7 separate regions of the Mus musculus genome follow, and all the other regions are linked to region 1. The links are chromatin contacts, called in public ChIA-PET, HiCAR-type, HiChIP or PLAC-seq and promoter capture Hi-C maps. All regions are on one chromosome and are shown on one strand. The core of a region is the stretch at or near the end of the contact, and the rest is flanking DNA. Distances in the headings are between cores, read along the strand shown.

The links. Promoter capture Hi-C pulls out the DNA fragments that hold promoters and counts their contacts. ChIA-PET counts read pairs in DNA pulled down with a chosen protein or histone mark. HiCAR-type assays count read pairs that join an accessible place to other places. HiChIP or PLAC-seq counts read pairs in DNA pulled down with a chosen protein or histone mark.
Region 2: a contact with region 1 is called in a promoter capture Hi-C map of the HPC-7 cell line. The contact joins the promoter of H2bc18 here to the promoter of Cers2 in region 1. A contact is called at or near these places in 4 of 39 promoter capture datasets (the HPC-7 cell line, HPC-7-derived erythroid cells, erythroid cells and 2 more), 1 of 484 Hi-C or Micro-C datasets (the G1E-ER4 cell line), 3 of 115 datasets of contacts at active chromatin or transcription factors (bone marrow-derived macrophages, memory CD8 T cells and pancreatic cancer cells) and 1 of 9 other capture datasets (macrophages).
Region 3: a contact with region 1 is called in a promoter capture Hi-C map of the HPC-7 cell line. The contact joins the promoter of H3c15 here to the promoter of Cers2 in region 1. A contact is called at or near these places in 4 of 39 promoter capture datasets (the HPC-7 cell line, liver, neutrophils and 1 more), 1 of 115 datasets of contacts at active chromatin or transcription factors (bone marrow-derived macrophages) and 1 of 9 other capture datasets (liver).
Region 4: an HNF4G HiChIP or PLAC-seq map of pancreatic cancer cells shows a contact between it and region 1. The contact joins the promoter of Bola1 here to the promoter of Cers2 in region 1. A contact is called at or near these places in 2 of 39 promoter capture datasets (the HPC-7 cell line and cranial neural crest) and 2 of 115 datasets of contacts at active chromatin or transcription factors (memory CD8 T cells and pancreatic cancer cells).
Region 5: an RNA polymerase II ChIA-PET map of memory CD8 T cells shows a contact between it and region 1, with 11 read pairs. The contact joins the enhancer-like site here to the promoter of Cers2 in region 1. A contact is called at or near these places in 3 of 115 datasets of contacts at active chromatin or transcription factors (bone marrow-derived macrophages, embryonic midbrain and memory CD8 T cells) and 1 of 9 other capture datasets (macrophages).
Region 6: an H3K4me3 HiChIP or PLAC-seq map of fetal liver shows a contact between it and region 1, with 2.8 times the contacts expected there. The contact joins the promoter of Anp32e here to the promoter of Cers2 in region 1. A contact is called at or near these places in 3 of 39 promoter capture datasets (frontonasal cranial neural crest, liver and neural stem cells), 3 of 115 datasets of contacts at active chromatin or transcription factors (astrocytes, cardiomyocytes and fetal liver) and 2 of 9 other capture datasets (liver and pancreatic islet).
Region 7: a HiCAR-type map of kidney shows a contact between it and region 1, with 2.4 times the contacts expected there. The contact joins the promoter of Car14 here to the promoter of Cers2 in region 1. A contact is called at or near these places in 7 of 39 promoter capture datasets (cranial neural crest, embryonic stem cells, hippocampal neurons and 4 more), 1 of 484 Hi-C or Micro-C datasets (pro-B cells), 4 of 115 datasets of contacts at active chromatin or transcription factors (embryonic limb bud, kidney, memory CD8 T cells and 1 more) and 2 of 9 other capture datasets (adipose tissue and liver).

Annotation. Positions count from the first base shown.
Region 1 is chr3:95,313,864-95,316,490 of GRCm38.p6, forward strand. Cers2 (ceramide synthase 2) reads left to right here and starts at 1,327. Exons shown (of 11, transcript NM_029789.2): 1 at 1,327-1,482. Anxa9 (annexin A9) reads right to left here and starts at 1,317. Exons shown (of 14, transcript NM_001379545.1): 1 at 940-1,317. It overlaps LOC115489748, which reads right to left and starts at 1,933. Exons shown (of 2, transcript XM_030252979.1): 1 at 1,894-1,933; 2 at 881-1,701. The coding sequence starts at 1,933. The coding sequence ends at 899.
Region 2 is chr3:96,268,369-96,270,995 of GRCm38.p6, forward strand. It overlaps H2bc18 (H2B clustered histone 18), which reads left to right and starts at 1,332. Exons shown (of 1, transcript NM_175666.3): 1 at 1,332-1,824. The coding sequence starts at 1,384. The coding sequence ends at 1,764. H3c13 (H3 clustered histone 13) reads left to right here and starts at 286. Exons shown (of 1, transcript NM_178215.2): 1 at 286-787. The coding sequence starts at 326. The coding sequence ends at 736.
Region 3 is chr3:96,237,810-96,240,436 of GRCm38.p6, forward strand. H3c15 (H3 clustered histone 15) reads right to left here and starts at 1,318. Exons shown (of 1, transcript NM_054045.4): 1 at 670-1,318. The coding sequence starts at 1,132. The coding sequence ends at 722. H2ac19 (H2A clustered histone 19) reads right to left here and starts at 2,565. Exons shown (of 1, transcript NM_178212.3): 1 at 1,970-2,565. The coding sequence starts at 2,441. The coding sequence ends at 2,049.
Region 4 is chr3:96,196,253-96,198,879 of GRCm38.p6, forward strand. Bola1 (bolA-like 1 (E. coli)) reads right to left here and starts at 1,334. Exons shown (of 2, transcript NM_026975.2): 1 at 1,298-1,334; 2 at 336-1,027. The coding sequence starts at 1,024. The coding sequence ends at 611.
Region 5 is chr3:95,949,974-95,952,600 of GRCm38.p6, forward strand. No RefSeq gene overlaps it. Among named protein-coding and RNA genes, the nearest start is that of Anp32e, 22 kb to the left of the region's middle. Within about 2 kb of position 1,333, at least 443 of the 459 cell types and tissues checked have an H3K27ac peak or open chromatin away from gene starts, as enhancers often do. A contact at or near this core is called in bone marrow-derived macrophages, macrophages and memory CD8 T cells, where this site is marked.
Region 6 is chr3:95,927,973-95,930,599 of GRCm38.p6, forward strand. It overlaps Anp32e (acidic (leucine-rich) nuclear phosphoprotein 32 family, member E), which reads left to right and starts at 1,285. Exons shown (of 7, transcript NM_023210.4): 1 at 1,285-1,678. The coding sequence starts at 1,625. It overlaps Gm46815 (a long non-coding RNA gene), which reads right to left and starts at 1,053. Exons shown (of 3, transcript XR_001783926.1): 1 at 768-1,053.
Region 7 is chr3:95,903,347-95,905,973 of GRCm38.p6, forward strand. Car14 (carbonic anhydrase 14) reads right to left here and starts at 1,339. Exons shown (of 11, transcript NM_011797.3): 1 at 974-1,339. The coding sequence starts at 1,028.

The DNA.
Region 1 (2,627 bases), core at 77-2,576:
GGACCCGTTTGATTCTCAGCACCCACATAGCTGCTTACAACCTTATATAACTCCAGTTCCAGGGAATCTGATATCCTCCACTGACCTTGTTGGCCACCAGACATTCGTGGAACACATGCATACATTCAGGCAAAACACTCACACACATAAATTTAAAAAGAAAAAACAAAACTATTTTATGAAGGTTTAAAAAAAAACATAGTCTCCCAAATGCTGGGACTGTGCTTGGGCATGAGATGTGAAATTGCACCAGGCAGGGTTTTGGTTTTGTTTTGTTTTGTATTTTTTTTGGTTTTTCGAGACAGGGTTTCTCTGTGTAGCCCTGGCTGTCCTGGAACTCACTCTGTAGACCAGGCTGGCCTTGAACTCAGAAATCCGCCTGCCTTTTCCTCCCAAGTGCTGGGATTAAAGGAGTGCGCCACCACTTCCCAGGGGATAGTTTTTAAAGCATTTTTTACATGGAAGAAGCTAAGCTTAACTCTCCCGGTTAAGGGTCACTTGACAACTTAGTCAAGTTCTGTCCATAATGGGAGTATGGGAGATGGGAGTTAAGGCTGCTGGGCGCTTTCTCTCTCTCTCTCCCCCCCATCCGTCCCCTTATTTATTAATTTATATGAGTACAATGTGGCTGTCTTCAGACGCACCAGAAGAGTGCATGGGATCCCAGATAGTTGTGAGTGACCATGTGGTTGCTAGGAATTTAACTCAGTATCTCTAGAACAGCAGTCGGTGTTCTTAACCGCTGAGCCATGTCTCCAACCTGCTGCTCTCTTCTTGAGGCATAGATTTTATGGGACTATTTAAGGGAAAACAGGTTCTAATACGAAACTGATCACGGCTAACCATAGTGTAGCCTGGAGTACATTTTACAAAAGGTTTGAGTAGCTCTGTTAGGACTCTAAACAGCAGGGCTGGGGGAGGGGGCATTGTGGATCTCACCGTAGGGAGCATCGGGATCTGTGCAGGGTTTTCTCCGCGTGCACCCTTCCTCTGATGCCCAGTGAAGCCGGACGATGGGATTGTAGCATTCAACCCGGGGGTAAATCATGGGCTGAGGTCGCCGACCACACCAGGGCCGCGGGGTTGGGCAGAGGCAGCCAGCTCTGAACTGCTCTGGGCTCAAGCACCAGGGGGTCCCTGACCAATGTCCGGGTGGGCCGCAACCGCGCCACTCAGAGACCCAGGCGCCCTGCGGGGCACGTGCCACCCGCCCCGTCGGGGCTCCTCCGCTCCATAGGCGCAGCGCAGGGTTCCGGGCACCGGGCCCCGCCCGGCCGCGGCCCACACCCAACTCAGCTCCGCTACTGGGCTCGGCCTGGGCTCGCCGGGGCTCGGCGGGCAAAGGAGGAAGGAGGGAGGGAGCCGCGGGCAGCGGAAGGGGGAGGAGAGGACCCGGCCCAGTCAGTGCGCACCGGCCGGGCGCTAGAAGTGGGAAACGGAGTAGCGGCGCCCGGGCCGGAGCAGCTCTGCACCGGACGCCGAGTAAGTCTGTGCGCGGGTCCGCGAGGGTGGCGGGGCAGTGACGGGCGCGGGGGCTCAGGGTGCAGCTCGGAGGGAGCGGGGCCTCCACCGGCTCATGGCGGCCGGCCTGCCGGAGGGCGGGCCGAGCGCTGCTGGAGCGGGCGATCCGGGCCCGGCTGGGGCCTCGGACCAGAGAAGGCCTGCGGGGCAACAGGTAGGGGGACTGGGGCCGGGCGCTCGCTCAGGATCCATGGTACAGACGCCCCTTTGTTAGGAGTGGAGCAGTAGCGGACCTTCGGTGCTAGAAGCCCCTGCGGGCCCGCGTGCGTCCTGGGGCCTGAGTGTGGAGGCCGAGGAGGAACGGTGGCGGCCCCTGCTGTTGCTGCTGTTGCTGCTACTGCTACCGCCGCCGCTGCCGCCTCTGTTTCTGACCCCCTTGTGCCCATCCCAAGAGGGAGGTCAGAGTGTCCATGTGCCTAACGGGAAACAGGAAGGAGTACACTCTTTAGTGTCTGTCCCGGCCCCAAAGGGCTCACATTCCTATACCGTTATGGGGCGTGTTTGGCCAGCTCTGGGTTGTAACTTGCTAATTACAGGCCCAGAGGCCCTCAAGTTAGTTGGCTACCTGCAGGTGGGTGGCATTTCTTTTTAGCCTGAGCTTGGGAATTCCTGTGCCTAAGCTGCACTCCTGGCATCCAAACCAGATCTCACTTATCCGAGTTTCCAGCCTCAGCTGTCAGGGTGTTCTAAGCGCTGTGAGGTCTGGAGTGAGCCGGTCTTCCCCAGAACTGAGTTAGGGAAGGCCTCCCCCAGAAATTACTTCTGTTTGTGTGAGAGCTGGGGTAGGGGGTCACTTCCCATCCCAGAGCTAAGGTGACTGTCTTGCATTTGTGATGGGGCCCCTAAGGTCAAATATTCCGTTCCTTAGGTCTTGTTTCTGGCCACATAGTGCCTAATTTCTAAGGGGTGTGGTGTGGTGTGCTGTGTGTGTGAACTAGTTCTGGTGCCTCTATTCTCACTGGAGCCTCTGACTAGGTTTCTCTCTGTCGCTGGCCACAGGGAGACTGACATTGTACAGTTCCTTTCAACACTACCCCATTTGCCGCTGCTACTTCAACCTACTGGCCTCTCCCTGTCTCTGGAAGGCATATTCTTATATAGTGTTT
Region 2 (2,627 bases), core at 82-2,581, 950 kb after region 1:
CAGAACATGAAAAGGGCAAGTTTGTTTCCAAAGAAACCTGTTAGAAGAGCACACTGCGTGAGAAACACTTTAAACACTGCATTTAGGAAAGTTACATCAACTGAAAAGCACTATCTTTTTAAAACCCTCTGCGGTTCATAAATACAGGAAGGAAAAGTATCAGGAGAGAAGGAATAGTGTAACCATCTTGAAACTCAGCAAATAGGATCGAATTCTACCCAATCAGACTGCAAGTCCAGAAACTCCTGCTTTCTGGGCCCAATCAAGACGAAGATAAGTCTATAAGTATGGCCACTTGGCGTCTGCAAGCCGAAGTCGCAAAAATATGGCCCGTACGAAGCAGACCGCCCGCAAGTCCACCGGCGGCAAGGCCCCGCGCAAGCAGCTGGCCACCAAGGCCGCCCGCAAGAGCGCCCCGGCCACGGGCGGCGTGAAGAAGCCGCACCGCTACCGGCCCGGCACCGTGGCGCTGCGGGAGATCCGGCGCTACCAGAAGTCGACCGAGCTGCTGATCCGCAAGCTGCCGTTCCAGCGCCTGGTGCGCGAGATCGCGCAGGACTTCAAGACGGACCTGCGCTTCCAGAGCTCGGCCGTCATGGCGCTGCAGGAGGCGAGCGAGGCCTACCTGGTGGGGCTGTTCGAGGACACCAACCTGTGCGCCATCCACGCCAAACGCGTCACCATCATGCCCAAGGACATCCAGTTGGCCCGCCGCATCCGTGGGGAGCGCGCTTAAGCGCCCTGTTTCCCTTCCATCCCCCACAAAGGCTCTTTTCAGAGCCACCTACGTTGTCGATGAAAGTAGCTGTGTCAGCTTTGCAAATTGATTTTCAGTGTTTCAAATACGCCCTCAAGTGTGTCAGGCCTAACAGTTACCAGTAATCACATTCCTTATCCCAGGTTTATTCCATTTAGAGCTGGTCTTGAGCTCACTACTCAAATATGGGCCAGTCCAAAAAAGGAGTTCTAATTAGGGTCTCAGAACTGTGAACCTGAAAAATAGCCCCAAAATTCCAAGCGTGATACCTAAGAGCGATAGTTAACTTATTTCAACCTGGTGTTTTAAGGATCTGTAAGCGAAGGGAACATAAAGAACAGCTGAGGCAAAACTGCCGCTCTCAATAACAGGCTAGCATGAAATGGAAGGCTGCGATTGGCTAGAAAGAATTTCCTCTAAGCACCACCAAGGCTCGCAACCAGAATCGGTTTGAGTAGGCTCCGCCTCCTTGACGCTGACTCTGCTGTAAATCAACCAATAAAAATGGAATACCGTGTGAAACCTCATTTGCATACAAGCTCTATAAGTACCGCATAGCAAGCCGCGCTGAAACAGTTCGTAGTTGCCCGGTCTACCTTACGTTGCATCTTTAGACGCGGAGGAAAATGCCGGATCCAGCGAAGTCTGCTCCTGCCCCAAAGAAGGGCTCTAAGAAAGCTGTCACGAAAGTGCAGAAGAAAGATGGCAAGAAGCGCAAGCGCAGCCGCAAGGAGAGCTATTCTGTTTACGTGTACAAGGTCCTGAAGCAAGTGCACCCCGACACGGGCATCTCATCTAAGGCTATGGGAATCATGAATTCCTTCGTGAACGATATCTTCGAGCGCATCGCAGGTGAGGCTTCCCGTCTGGCGCATTACAACAAGCGCTCGACCATCACTTCCCGGGAGATCCAGACAGCCGTGCGTCTGCTGCTGCCGGGAGAGTTGGCTAAACACGCTGTGTCGGAAGGCACCAAGGCCGTCACCAAGTACACCAGCTCCAAGTGAAGTGCAGCAGAGACGTGATTGATCGGCTTTACCCAAAAGGCTCTTTTCAGAGCCACTTTAGTTCTCAAAAAAAGACTGTAAGCACTAAGGGTCTGATCTAGCAGGTAAGGTTAAGCCATGATGAGTCTGTTACCCTGCAGCGCTCTGGTGCAACATCGAGCGTTTCAAAGTGTTGGGCGGTGTCTTGGCTTGCTCAGCCTGCTCTCTTATATAACCCAAGACTACCAGCCCAGAGATGGTCCCACCCACAAGGGGCCTTTCCCCCTTGATCACTAATTGAGAAAATGCCTTAGAGTTGAATCTCATGGAGGCATTTCCTCAACTGAAGCTCCTTTCTCTGTGATAACCCCAGCTGTGTCAAGTTGACACAAAACTAGCCAGTACAATTGACCCCTTGTCAACTTGACACACAAACACATCACTAGTAAGCCTCAACCCTTACATTCTTATTCATCCCCAAGGTCTAAATAACTTTAAAAGTCCCACAGTCTTTACATATTCTTAAAATTTCAATCTCTTTAAAATATCCATCTCTTTTAAAATCCGAAGTCTTTTTACAATTAAAAGTCTCTTAACTGTGGGCTCCACTAAAACAGTTTCTTCCTTCAAGAGGGAAACTATCAGGGCACAGTCACAATCAAAAGCAAAAGTCAATCTCCAACCGTCCAATGTCTGGGATCCAACTTACGATCTTCTGGGCTCCTCCAAGGCCTTGGGTCACTTCTCCAGCCATGCCCTTTGTAGCACACGCGTCATCCTCTAGGCTCCAGATGCCTGTACTCCACTGCTGCTGCTGCTGCTCTTGGTGGTCATCTCATGGTACTGGCATCTCCAAAACACGGCATGACCCCTTCAGTCCTGGG
Region 3 (2,627 bases), core at 68-2,567, 920 kb after region 1:
GTAAAGGGATTCCCCTTTGATATCCAGTGTATTTCGGTCCAGAAAGGTGCCTGCCAAAGTGGGAAGGGGGGAATGGAGTTGTCATTTTGAAGTAAATTAATAGGAGTAAGAGGAAAAACTACCCAATTGCCATTGAACCATATCATAGCAATAAATGCTGAATCCCAAGTAGCTAGCAGGTCTTCTAATCAAGTGTTAGAGAACAAAGCTTTATCACTGGATATTACTCATAGTCCACTTACCACCGACGTTGAGCCCCGTAAGCCTCAGACATTGCATTAAATGAGCAACAATAATCTTCAGTCGTCCAGAAGTCTGGTGATGTAATTATGAGCTGTAAGCTAGATCTCAGCCTTCAGCTACTTACAAAGCCTTCTCTGCTCCAGCTGGGTAGGAACATTACATAGTATCCACCAAGCCCCAACCCTCCGTAAGATTATCCCCTCCCCTTAGACTGAGGTGGTGAACCTACTTCGGGTTAACAAGCTAGGAGTCTGAATAAGACCGCAATTAACGTTAAACAACTTACACTAAGGGCATTCAAACCTTCCTTGAAAGCAACCATTATGTAGACATAACAGGTATAAGTCAGATACCAACCTAGAGCTATGGAGCGGGATAATGTGCGGACAAAGCTCTAAGCGAAGTAAACAGCTCTTTCCGGGAAGCTGTGGTGGCTCTGAAAAGAGCCTTTGTGGGGAATGGATGGGAGACAGGGCGCTTAAGCGCGCTCCCCACGGATGCGGCGGGCCAACTGGATGTCCTTGGGCATGATGGTGACGCGTTTGGCGTGGATGGCGCACAGGTTGGTGTCCTCGAACAGCCCCACCAGGTAGGCCTCGCTCGCCTCCTGCAGCGCCATGACGGCCGAGCTCTGGAAGCGCAGGTCCGTCTTGAAGTCCTGCGCGATCTCGCGCACCAGGCGCTGGAACGGCAGCTTGCGGATCAGCAGCTCGGTCGACTTCTGGTAGCGCCGGATCTCCCGCAGCGCCACGGTGCCGGGCCGGTAGCGGTGCGGCTTCTTCACGCCGCCCGTGGCCGGGGCGCTCTTGCGGGCGGCCTTGGTGGCCAGCTGCTTGCGCGGGGCCTTGCCGCCGGTGGACTTGCGGGCAGTCTGCTTCGTACGGGCCATGGCGAAGACGGAAGACACCCAAACGAGGAGCACTCGGGGACCTGATACCGGCCCGAGCCGGCCGCCTTTATAGGCGCAGTCTTCCCCGCGGCGGGGCGGAGACAGCGACTTGAAACTCCCGCGCTGCCGCGCCATTGGCCGTGGCGTCACCGGCCCCGACCTCGCCCATTGGCTCGGGCCCGCCACGCCACCTGACCCGCCCCCACCCGCCCCCCACGTCCAGCCCCGCGCCCGGTCCACTTGCCAACGTTCTGCGAGGGTGGAGCCACGTCTGGCAGCTGCCCGTAGAGGGCGGGTCCCGGCTCTGCCCAAGAGGAGCTCGCGCGCCCCCGCCCGCCGCCCAAAGTCCCAGGGCAGAACTAATCTAGTGTTTGTGCAGCACCGCCCAGCCACAGCCACAGTCCCAGCCCCAGTCCCCCATGATCCCTAGAGCCGGCCGCGTCCAGTCCTCGCGGGACACCTCCTCCTCCTAGACATTCCCCAAGGACCGGACGAGAGCGCGGCTGACTGCGACTTATGTCTAGATTGGCCTAGACGTCCTAGTTGAGTCTTAGTCCTGGGAAGGGTCAGGCGGGTGGACGCTGAGTGAGGGACAGTGTTGTGTAGGACAAGGGTGTGGGCAGATAGGGGCTAAATGCTTGGGACGGTCAGCGAGAACCGCGTATCCGCTCCGCCGAGGCAGGGCATGAACCAAAGAGCGACAACAGACTAACTACCAGGGGGAACCACGGGCAGGATGGGCAAGGAAGCAGAGGACACGACACTCTTACTTTTGGGGCAGGGCCAGGAAAGGCCACCAAGACCGGCTACCGTGACACAACTCTTTATCTGATTCAGTGGGTGGCTCTGAAAAGAGCCTTTTTAGGAGCTCGCGGGGGTTATATCACAGAGACGCGGGCCGACGCGAGCAGTGGCCTCACTTGCCCTTCGCCTTATGGTGGCTCTCCGTCTTCTTGGGCAGCAGCACGGCCTGGATGTTGGGCAGGACGCCGCCCTGCGCGATCGTCACTTTGCCCAGCAGCTTGTTGAGCTCCTCGTCGTTGCGGATGGCCAGCTGCAGGTGGCGCGGGATGATGCGCGTCTTCTTGTTGTCGCGGGCCGCGTTGCCCGCCAGCTCCAGGATCTCGGCCGTTAGGTACTCCAGCACCGCCGCCATGTATACCGGCGCGCCGGCACCCACACGCTCCGCGTAGTTGCCCTTGCGCAGCAGCCGGTGCACACGCCCCACCGGGAACTGTAGCCCGGCCCGGGAAGACCGCGACTTGGCCTTGGCGCGGGCCTTGCCTCCTTGCTTGCCACGACCGGACATCACGAAAGCGCAAACAGACGAACGGCCACAACCAGGAAACGGTACTCCGGCGCCGACGCCTCACCCTTTTATAGACGCAGACCCGATTGTCCGCCCGACGCTCTCATTGGCTCACACGCGTCCTGACGCCGTGGCCAATAGGAGCGCGCGGACAGAAGCCTCTCATTTACATAAGACCGGCTCCCT
Region 4 (2,627 bases), core at 84-2,583, 880 kb after region 1:
TCGGTTCTTTTCCTGCTTCAAATGCAGGAATTCCCTCTTTTCCGGGTTAATTTTGGTATCCTTGCAAAACCCAGATAGTTCACTTCCTCACAAATCCCTTCTCTAGCCTACAGGTAATTTTCTTCTCATAAGAACGTCTGTAGGGACCTAACAGCTGTGTAAACCTGATGGCCTCTCTGAGTTCAATTCCAGAACCATGCAACTGGGGGAGGAGTAACTCCGAAAATTACTCTCTGACACCCAAGTGCGCAGTGGTGTTATGCAACCTCCCCCAGCCCCCATATGCACTAATGATGTGTAGCTCCAATTTAACAGGTATTAAGAGCACCGTTTGACCTCATGCACCAGCTTCTCTTTTATTATCATGGCCCTTTCCGATTCATCAGGACCTTTCTCTAGTCTAGCCCAGGCAAGGGCAAGAGGGAGGGAGTGGCTGCTCTCTCCCTGGGCTAGCTTAGCTTTCACCAGAGGTGTCTTTGCCTCTGCATGGTGTTCATTAGCAGAAAAGGCAGAGCTCCTGGTCCGTACAAATCAAGGAATAAGGTAGTAGTGATGTAGTAGTTTATTCTCAGTCGACCCATTCGGATCGTTCTCCCAATCCAGGTATTTATTAAGAGGTCCCTCGAGTTTTCTTGCTCCCACCTAGGCAGGGGGGACTAATGTCCAACTGTGGGTTTTCTCTCCACTGGGCGGGGGTCTTCGCCTGGATGGCCAGGGCATGTACCGGTCCAGCCAGCTCCTCCGACAGTGCCTCGTGGACCAACCGGTGCCGTTGCAAGGGGCTCATCCCCTCGAAACGAGAGCTCACCACCGCCACGCGAAAATGCGTCTCGCTGCCTGCTGGGACTGCGTGGCCACCGCTCTCGTTGCGCAGCTCCAGTACCTCGGGGCTCAGGGCTTGCTCCAATTTGGCGCGAATAGCGGCTTCCACTGGTCCTGCAGCCGCAGATCCCGCGCTGCCCCGCGATACACACGAGCGCGTGGCCATGGAGACCATGCACTGGGCCGATCGCGCACTTAGCATTCGCTGCGGAGAAACGAAGGACACGGGACTGAGTCCACACACCCTGCCCACGCACCCCAGACAAGCACACCCTGGAACCGCCTCTACTCTGCGTGGCGGGTTAACGCGGCTTCTACGCCGGTAGCGGAGAGACAAAGGCGATTGAGCGGCCAGAGCGCTAGGCACTAAGGGCACTGGGAAAGCATGGCTGGGAGCTGAAAAATGGAAAATGTACAACTTGGTCCTTTTGGCTGAGTCAGAGCCCTATCGTCTCTCCGAACCCTAGGGTGGTACCTTTGTACTTGCTGCGCAGCCTGCTGTACCACCGCTTGATCTAACAACCGAATTTCCGGTCGGACCACGCAAACGCCGCGTCAGGAGGCTCGCTAGGAAACGCAGTCCGGTTGCGTCTGGCAGGCGTTACCCAGTACCCAGAGGTTTTATGGGAATTGTAGTCCCTGCTTCTCCCGACCGGTAAAATCCTGCAAAGTCGGGAAATTAGAGCAATAAAAACAAAAGTGTTTCCTGTAAATTTAAGATGGTTGCACCAGATTTGTAGCTTCTTGATCTATAACCCAAATAGCTTAAGTCATTTGTATGTAATTAATAAAAAAAGAAGTCTCATGTAGCCCAGGTTGGCCTTTACCACTCTAGAAATGTCCATTATTTCCTGATCCTCCTGCCTCTACCTCCTACCTGCTGGGATTACTGTCCTGGGTTATTGATAGAGTGCTTCCATAGCAAAAACAGATTCTTATGAGATTACAGCGGACCTTGCTCAATTCAGAGGGGAATGTCTGCTGGGACAGTTTTCTTCCCAAGATAATCTGTCCTGCCCCAAACAGAGAATTCCAGTGAGAAGGAAAATGAAGATCGTCACACAGTTCCCTAAGAGCTGCACTAACTTGCCTTGCCCCCGCGCGCTTCTGTGTAGGACCCCAGCTTTGTTCCTTTCGGAGATTCCTTTGTTCCTGAGAGAGATAGAATAAAGACAGCCCTGCTCTCAGAGTTTACAAAGCACTAGAGAAATAGTCATAATGTTCATTGTGATACCGTGTGTCAAGTGTGTGGTGGAAATACACACAGTTTACTGTAAGCATATTACCTACACGTGAGGACCAAAGAAATGACAAGAGACTTCTTAGAGCAGTGTAGGAGAAACAAGAAGACCACTTTCTCACCTCATTTGGTCAGGATGTGGTAACTGAATGAAATCAGCACATGACTGCAGTCTCCCCTCCCCTAGCCTGAAACCTGCTTGCTCAGGGGTGGAGCTTCCTGCTCATTCGTTCTGCCACGCCCACTGCTGGAACCTGCGGAGCCACACACGTGCACCTTTCTACTGGACCAGAGATTATTCCGCGGGAATCGGGTCCCCTCCCCCTTCCTTCATAACTAGTGTCGCAACAATAAAATTTGAGCCTTGATCAGAGTAACTGTCTTGGCTACATTCTTTTCTCTCGCCACCTAGCCCCTCTTCTCTTCCAGGTTTCCAAAATGCCTTTCCAGGCTAGAACCCAGGTTGTGGTCTGCTGGCCGGACACAACACATGACCACTCCAAGGAATGGCTGAGGCAGTTCCTACTCTGTGTGTGAGGGAGAACACAGCCAGAGGCATCTGGAA
Region 5 (2,627 bases), core at 83-2,582, 640 kb after region 1:
AATGAGAATTTTAAAAAATTCGAATTCCAAGTGATTTTACAGATTTTTTATTAGATATTTTCTTTATATACATTTCAAATGCTATCCCGAAAGTTCCCTATACCCTCACCCCGCCCTGCTTCCCTACCCACCCACTTCCAATTCTTGGCCCTGACATTCCCCTGTACTGGGGCATATAAAGTTTGCAATACCAAGGGGCCTCTCTTCCCAGTGTTGGCCGACTAAGCCATCTTCTGCTACATATGCAGCTAGAGACACGAGCTCTGGGGATACTGGTTAGTTCATATTGTTGTTCCACCTATTGTTGCAGACCCCTTCAGCTCCTTGGGTGCTTTCTCTAGCTTCTCTATTGGGGGCACTCACTGATAAGTGGATATTAGCCCAGAAACATAGGACACCCAAGATACAATTTGCAAAACACAAGAAAATCAAGAAGAGGGAAGACCAATGGGTGGATACTTCACTCTTCCTTAGAGTAGGGAACAAAATACCCATGAAAGGAGTTACAGAGACAAAGTTTGGAGCTAAGATGAAAGGATGGACTATCCAGAGACTACCCCACCAGGGGATCCATCCCATAATCAGCCACCAAACCCAGGCACTATTGCATATGCCAGCAAGATTTTGCTGAAGGGACCCTGGTATAGCTGTATGAGGCTATGCCAGTGCCTGGCAAATACAGAAGTGGATGTTCACAGTCATCTATAAGATTTTACAGATTTTATTTTGTAATAAAGCTGTATATATCGGAATATGGGGTTCCCGGGCTGCAGTTCGCAGGAGGTGCTGCGCTAGACGCCAACTTTTAAGGAGACTCTTCTAAGGTCGCGTTTCCCACCGCGATCCCCGGGTCGAGCCAGCGTGCTGCCACGTATCGGGTCTTGATAGGCTTGAACAGGTCATGCCATTTATCTAAATGCTTTTGGAAGTCAGTCCTCTGCCGCAGTCCCTGGGCATATCCCGAGCTTCCAATCTTTATTTTCCGTTTTCTAATTGCTGCTACTACAGCAGAGCGCCCTGCTGGGGTCCGCCAAGAACAGGACTTAGGACAGAACTGCAAATCGAGCACTCGTTCCGGAGCTAGCGAAGGCGGATGTGACGTCAGATCGACTACGTCGGATGCACCTGCCAGGCCTGGGCTCCTGGGAGTGAGACACGGTTGCCCCAGGGGCTAAGGGACAGACTCGACCTGACCGAATCCCATCACAAGGACGCCTTTCTAAACTCCACTGGGCCGCAGCTCTGGTCACGAGGCTCGGCCTCACTCCACCACCCCCCCAACCCCCGCCCCATCCCTTGTCAGAGCTCCCGTGCATGCGCAGTCGCGCCGGAAGCACGGCTCTGGAGTTTCCGCATCACGGACCTCAGGGATCCTCTACGCTGTTCATTGTCCTTCGGGTCTCGCAACGTTTGCCTAATGATTCCCAATTTCAGTGTTGCATCATTCTAAAGCCTGATGTTGAAGACTATCGCCCAACCCTGGTTAGCCAGTAATCGGAAACAGCAACGTTATGTGTCTTCTAAAGAAATGAGGGCTAGTTTTGTTTTGTTGTTTTTGGTTTTTTTTCGAGACAGGGTTTCTCTGTGTAGCCCTGGCTGTCCTGAAACTCACTCTGTAGACCAGGCTGGCCTCGAACTCAGAAATCCGCCTGCCTCTGCCTCCCAAGTGCTAGGATTAAAGGCGTGCGCCACCACTGCCCGGTGAGGGCTAGTTTTTTTGTTTGTTTGTTTGTTTTAATTTAGATTTTATGTGTATGAATGTCTTGTGTGTGTGTGTGTGTGTGTGTGTATCACTCGTGTGCCTGGTGCCCTCGGAGGTATCAGATGCTTGGGAGCCTCTGGGGATTGGTCCTCTGTAAGAGCAGCCAGTGCTGGAACTCACGCTGTAGACCAGGCTAGCCTCGAACTCAGAAATCCGCCTGCCTCTGCCTCCTGAGTGCTGGGATTAAAGGCGTGCGCCACCACTGTCCAGCTTGTTTGTACACATTTTTCACTGACCTTGTCCTCAGGAGCTAACCCTCCTATCTATCCATCCCCTTTCCCTACTCCTGGAACTGCTGCTAATTGATAAAACTTAAAACTACATCAGTCAAGTTGAGCAGGTGCTGGGAGAAAGCACTGAAGAAAACCGACTCCGAGACTACACATAAAACAGGAAGACAGCAGGGCTTGGTGGCGCACGCCTTTAATCCCAGCACTTGGGAGGCAGAGGTAGGCGATTTTCTGAGTTCGAGGCCAGCCTGGTCTACAAAGTAAGTTCCAGGACAGAGAAATCCTGCTTCGAAAAAACAAACAAACAAAAAACACGAAGGCTCTTTCTTTACCGAACGAGTGATTCCAACAGAGAGACTTTGTAAAGGTCCATTACAGAGAGAGTTAGGACTTATTTTTCCGTCTTTTAGTCAATCACAGCTGAAGGTAGTTTGTCAAAAGTATCAAAGTAAAATCATCCTTAAATCCTTTTTATTAGAACCAACGAACCACTTTAGAATGTTTGCATCAGTTTGTTTTGTACAGTAGAAGTTTCTTTGGAGGTCTGAGAAACATGGAAAAGGTCTTGGACTGCAGGCCATCCTAGGCCACATAGCCAGTCCTATCCTCAAACAGACAAGGATGGAGCAGAGTGT
Region 6 (2,627 bases), core at 35-2,534, 610 kb after region 1:
AGGCTGGCCTTGGATTTACTTAGTAGATGACTGTGGATCTGCCCCTCTCTCCCTTCTGAGGGCTATGATTAAAGGAATGTTGGATCTTTCAGGAACATTAAACAGAAAAAAAAAGTTTTGGTTTTGTTTTTAATTTACTTATTTTGTTTTTGCATATCCGTGTGTTTTGCCTGCACGTACGCACACACAATGCATCTGTGCCTGTGGCCTGTGGAGTCCGGAGGATGCCTCTGAATTTCCTGGCATTGTAGTTATGGGTGATTATGAGCCACTATATGGGTGCTAGAAATCGAACCAGGGTGGAACCTCTGCTAGAGGTCATTGCCTCTCCATCCCCTCACACTTAAAAGAACATTTTAAGTAGATTCCTGTAGGAAAGGAGAGGCCTTGCTGGACAGTTTCTGATAATTGTGTTTCTTTAGGCCTGTGTTATTTTTCCTCTAAGGTGTCAATTTTGTTTGTTTGTTTTTCTGTCTTTTGGAAACAGTCTCTCCCCACCCCACCCCCCTTTCTGTGTAATCCTGGAACTCGCTCTGTAGACCAGGTTGGCCTCGAATTCAGAGATCTGCCTGACTCTGCCTTCCAGTGCTGGGATTAAAGGCGTGTGCCACCGCGGCTGGCTCTAATATTCCAACTTTTTAGCAGTGACAAATGACCTCAGTATCAACTCCTCCTGGACAGTTTTATTTAAAGGCTTCTGACTCAACGTGCTAAACTCAACTCTGCTTTCAGAGCCGTTCCCCCCTTTATGTTGGAAGTTAAAATACCTTCTTTATCACGCTCTGGTTCTACAAGCAGTTCGGGACGGGGAGGTGTCACCAACACGCTGTTCGCGCTCGCGCCCCTGCTTACACTTTAGCCGCAGAGCAGAAGGCTTGTGCTTTAAGACCACCGAAAGCTCTGGGTGCAGTGTGTTGCATGACCCACTTACAACTTGGGGATGCCAACGACGCCTTTTCCCTTCCTTTTAACCCTGAAGCCAGAAAAACCCCAAACAAACAAAAACAAACCCAACAGACACCCAAACCGTCCTACTACCAAGGGGAAAGCGCGCCAATCACACAAAGAAAAGGAGGGGGGCGACTGGGATTCAAAATCATTTCTCCGGGACGTACATCCTCCCGAACCTATCGGAATTAACTGCGCGCCTAGTCAGAGCCAATAGACACTGAGTTTCTGGTCCAGGTCCCCCCTAAAGACAAATGGACAACCCTCTAGCCCAATGGAGTCGTGTGACGCTAAGGACTCGACCAATCCCGTTGGGAGGTGGGTGGAGTGTAGGCTAGGGGGGGTTGGCGGTGCCGTGTCATGGAGGCTCAGTCTCGCAGCAGCCATTGAAGGGGAAGGAACTGCGGGCGCGCGCGTGTCTCTCTCCCTCACTCTCTCTGTGTGAAAGTGTGTGCGTGCCCGAGTGTGCGCGCGCGGGTGTGTGGACTCGGAGGTGGGGGCAGCCGAGTTAGTCCCAAGTCGTCGGACTCCATTTGCTATTCTTTTCTTTCTCTCCCACACCCGTGTGGTAGTGGGCGTTCGTCTTTGCGTCTCTTTTCATTCATCTCCAGACCTTTAGAGGTTTTTTTAGGGTTGGGGATAGTGGGGAGGGCAGGCGAGGGGAAAGGAGGAGGACATGGAGATGAAGAAGAAGATTAACATGGAGTTGAAGAACAGAGCCCCGGAGGAGGTGAGATGACTCAGCCCCCATAGTCCCCTCCCGCCCTGGATCGTGAGGGGTGGGCTTCGGGGGTCCGGGTGGGTGCGCAGGGCGGGCTGGGAAGCGCGCCCCCACTTGGGGTGGAGGCGGGGTGTTTATTTTAAGTTTTAAATCACCAGGCTCTTGTGCTTAAAATGGCGAAGGGCTTAAGTTTCTAGGGGCATTTTCGTGAGCGCGCGGGGGCTCAGCCCCATGGCGTCCTCGCAGACTGGTGGCCCGGCATCGCGGGCGCGGGCGGCGTGGGCGCGACCCCCGGGTCCTCGCCACCTGCGAAGTTGGTGTAACTTTCCCGCGGCGCCGCCACTCGGCCGGCCGCGGCCCCGGGTGTGGGACTCGCGCCGATCTGTGCCCCACGCTCCCTCCGACCGTGCCCGCTCGCGGGCAGCACGCGCCGCGGCCGGGGCCGCAGCGGAATCCCGGGACCCGACGGCGCGGGCCGCGATCCGCGTGGCGCGCGGACTTTTACGCAAGCTGGAGGCTTGTGCGAGCCTCGCTGCGCTCAGTGCGGTCGTAGGGAAGAGTCCCGAGTCTTGAAGGGGGCCCGGGAGGCGTCGCCCCGACTCCCCGCCGTCGGATTCCCTAGCGGTTTACGCCAGGTCCGCGGGTCTGGAGATTGGCCGCGGCGGGCGGGGACCAGGCTCGCTGATTCGCGGCCGCGGCGTGAAATCGAGGGACAAGGGGTCCGCGCCGCCGTGGTCCCTTGACGCCCGCTCAAAGGCGGGCATCTGCCGGGCCTCCACAGTTATCATGCAGAGCCAACGGTCCCTGAGCCCTGCTGATTTTCGTGGTTCCTTTGCGGGTTTTGGTGACTGGAGGCGAGAGAGAGGTGGTGGAAACATTGTTGCTGTGAGGGTTATCTCTGGGAGCAATGGAAGTTTTCTAGAGCTTCTTAGAAGATTCTAGAAAAACTCAAAAGTTG
Region 7 (2,627 bases), core at 89-2,588, 590 kb after region 1:
CCCTGCCCTTCCTGTGAAATGCTCTGAGCTGATTCTAATGCCTCTTTTTTCCTCTTTCCAAATTGTTTCTTCTCAGAAGAGATTTGTGACTCCTCATTTTCTTTTGGATCCCTTGGTCCCATCTTCCTCTCGCTTTCTAGATAATCCCCCCCCCCACCTCGTCCTTCCAATAAACTTTAATCCCTCACCTACTATGTGCTGGATACAGAATGGGGCCTGAGAAGCACAAAAACAGGGTGTAGAAACCAGGCATGGGGAGGCAGAGCCAAGCAGGTCTAACCTCAGCTACAGAGTGAGTTTGAGATAGGTCTGGCCACGTGAAACCTTGTCTCAAAAAAAAAAGTAAATAAAAATAAGCAATAACAACAAAAAAAGTTGTGGGAATCCTTCAGGCGTTCCAGAAACAACTTAGCTTGTTTTCTCCAACGTCTCCCCACCTCTCTCCTAATCCTGAAAGCCCTTTGTACACTATAAAGAGCTGAGCAAACGTTTAGTCGTGTTCCTTTCAGGGAAATGGACCAGCTGCCCCTGCCCCTTGGCAGGTAATGGAGTTATCCTTTGATCAGCAGAGGGTCGGGGTCTGAGTCGGGCAGGACTGCAGCACGTGTCCCTTCTCACCCCTGCTCTCCCTAACCAGCAGAGTGCGTAAACAAAGACGGGCAGGAGGGCTGCCCGGGACTAGGGCAGTGGGGAAAGAGTGGACTGGAGAACTGTAGCTGGCCGAGTGTCCTACACTCCTGAGCATTCACACACTGGCCTCTGGCTAGCTCTCCCTGTCGCAGAGATAGCAGTAATCGCTGGGTTAGAGAGGAAAAGGAAAAGAATGGAAGGATCTCCTCCATAGTCTTTCTCCCACCCCATGCCTCCCCCCCCTACCCCCCAGCCCCTAGGCTTCCCTTTCTGAAACCTCTCCTCCCCCACATAAGTACACATGGCTACGGGTGGACATTAGCACAGACCCAGTTGTACCTACCCCCATCTGCAGCCAGGATCCAAGTCACCTTTAACAGGAGAGCGAAGAACAACATATTATCCCCACAATGGGGTACAAGGGACCAGGAATTTGGGGTTTAGAAGAGAGAGGTGGAGAGGGAGGGAGAGAGAGGAGTTTCTGGCGTTCTATCTCTTTTCTTCTTGTCTCTGTCTCTGCAGACTTCCAGGGACTTGATTTTCCACAGGTTAACACGAACTTCTGGATCCCAGGATAAATTTCTTCCTCTCTCACTTTCTCTCTCTTCCTCTCTCTGCCCTCTCCGTATGTCCCTTCGTAATCTCCACACCACTTACTGGCCAGCAACTTCACAGTTGCCTCCCGCTTTTAAGGTGGCTCGAAACCGGTGTACGTGAGGAGGGGGGTGGTGCCTGGGCTGCAGCCGAGCAGCTCCTTAAATAGCGGATTAGGCATGCAGGATGGCCCAGCAGAGCCCAGCGCCCTGGCCTTGGCTCAGGACCCTGGAGTGAGCTCTTCCTTTGCTATTTACACTGCCGCTCGTACGGGTGTCCCCTGGAACTCTCGGTCAGGGAAGGGGGGTTTCGCACCTCTCCCTCCCAGGACACCGTGTTCTCATTCCCCTGCCTGAGGAGCACATCCCTGGGTGGTATGGGACTGCTGGTGGGGAACCTGTTTCTGAAACCAAGAGAAGTTGAGCTGGTTGGAACCAGAAAGAATTCAGATTCGGGAGATAGGAGAACAGAAGTTGGAGGCTCAGGGAGCAGGTGGGGAGTGGAAAGTCAAACTTTAAAATCTGGATTGTGGAGAGCAAGAAGTGGGGCGAGGAGAATATTTGTCTTCTGCCTCGTCTTTCTCTGGCGCCTGTCACCACCCCCTTCCCTTGGTGAGGCTTAGGTCCACGTGCCTGTGTAGCCTGGGGTGGGGGTGCGGTTTTGTTTGCCGGATAAAGCCCATTTGTGTGCACAGCGGGGGAGGGGTTGTCGCAGCACCAGGGAGAGACAGCATTCTAACTACCAGATCCAGCCACCTCCCTCCCCAGGGAGCCCAGATCTAGGGCGCCTTTTGTCACTGAAGAGGACACTGACCCCTAGCAGAGAGGCCGGGCAGGAGGAGTGATGGGTGACTGTAGAAACAATTACTGTCACCATGAGAAAAAGGCGGACTCCAAAGAAAGAGAGGGGAGGGGCCATAGAAAGGCCATGTGACCAGGTGGGTGAGGGGTCCAGGGGCTTCCCGCCCACCCAACAAAGGGTCCAGGCAGGTCCTGTGGGATCAAGTGAAACTTGCTGTGGTGGAACTGAGTTTGCTAGTGGAGCATGGAGGCTGCGTGGCGTCTCAGGAATGTGGCTGGTGTGCGCTCCCCCACGGGACTAGAAATCCCGATCGGAATGTACATCCTAAGTCCCTCATTAGTGAGTGTGAAGACCACAGATAATTTCAAGCTAGATGGTGAAATCTCTCCTCCATAACCTCTGTGAGGTCTTTCTGCCCTCCTTACTCCTATCAAGTAGCAATAAATAGCCAAAACAAAGGAGCAGAAGCCAAACAAGGGCACGGGATAAAAGCCAAATGAACAGAATAATGCATGTGCCAGGTCATCACTCCTGCGGAGACAGGAGCTCAGAGTGCTTTTCTGTCCCACGACTGAGCTTCAGAGTAAGGACTTTTTAAAAAT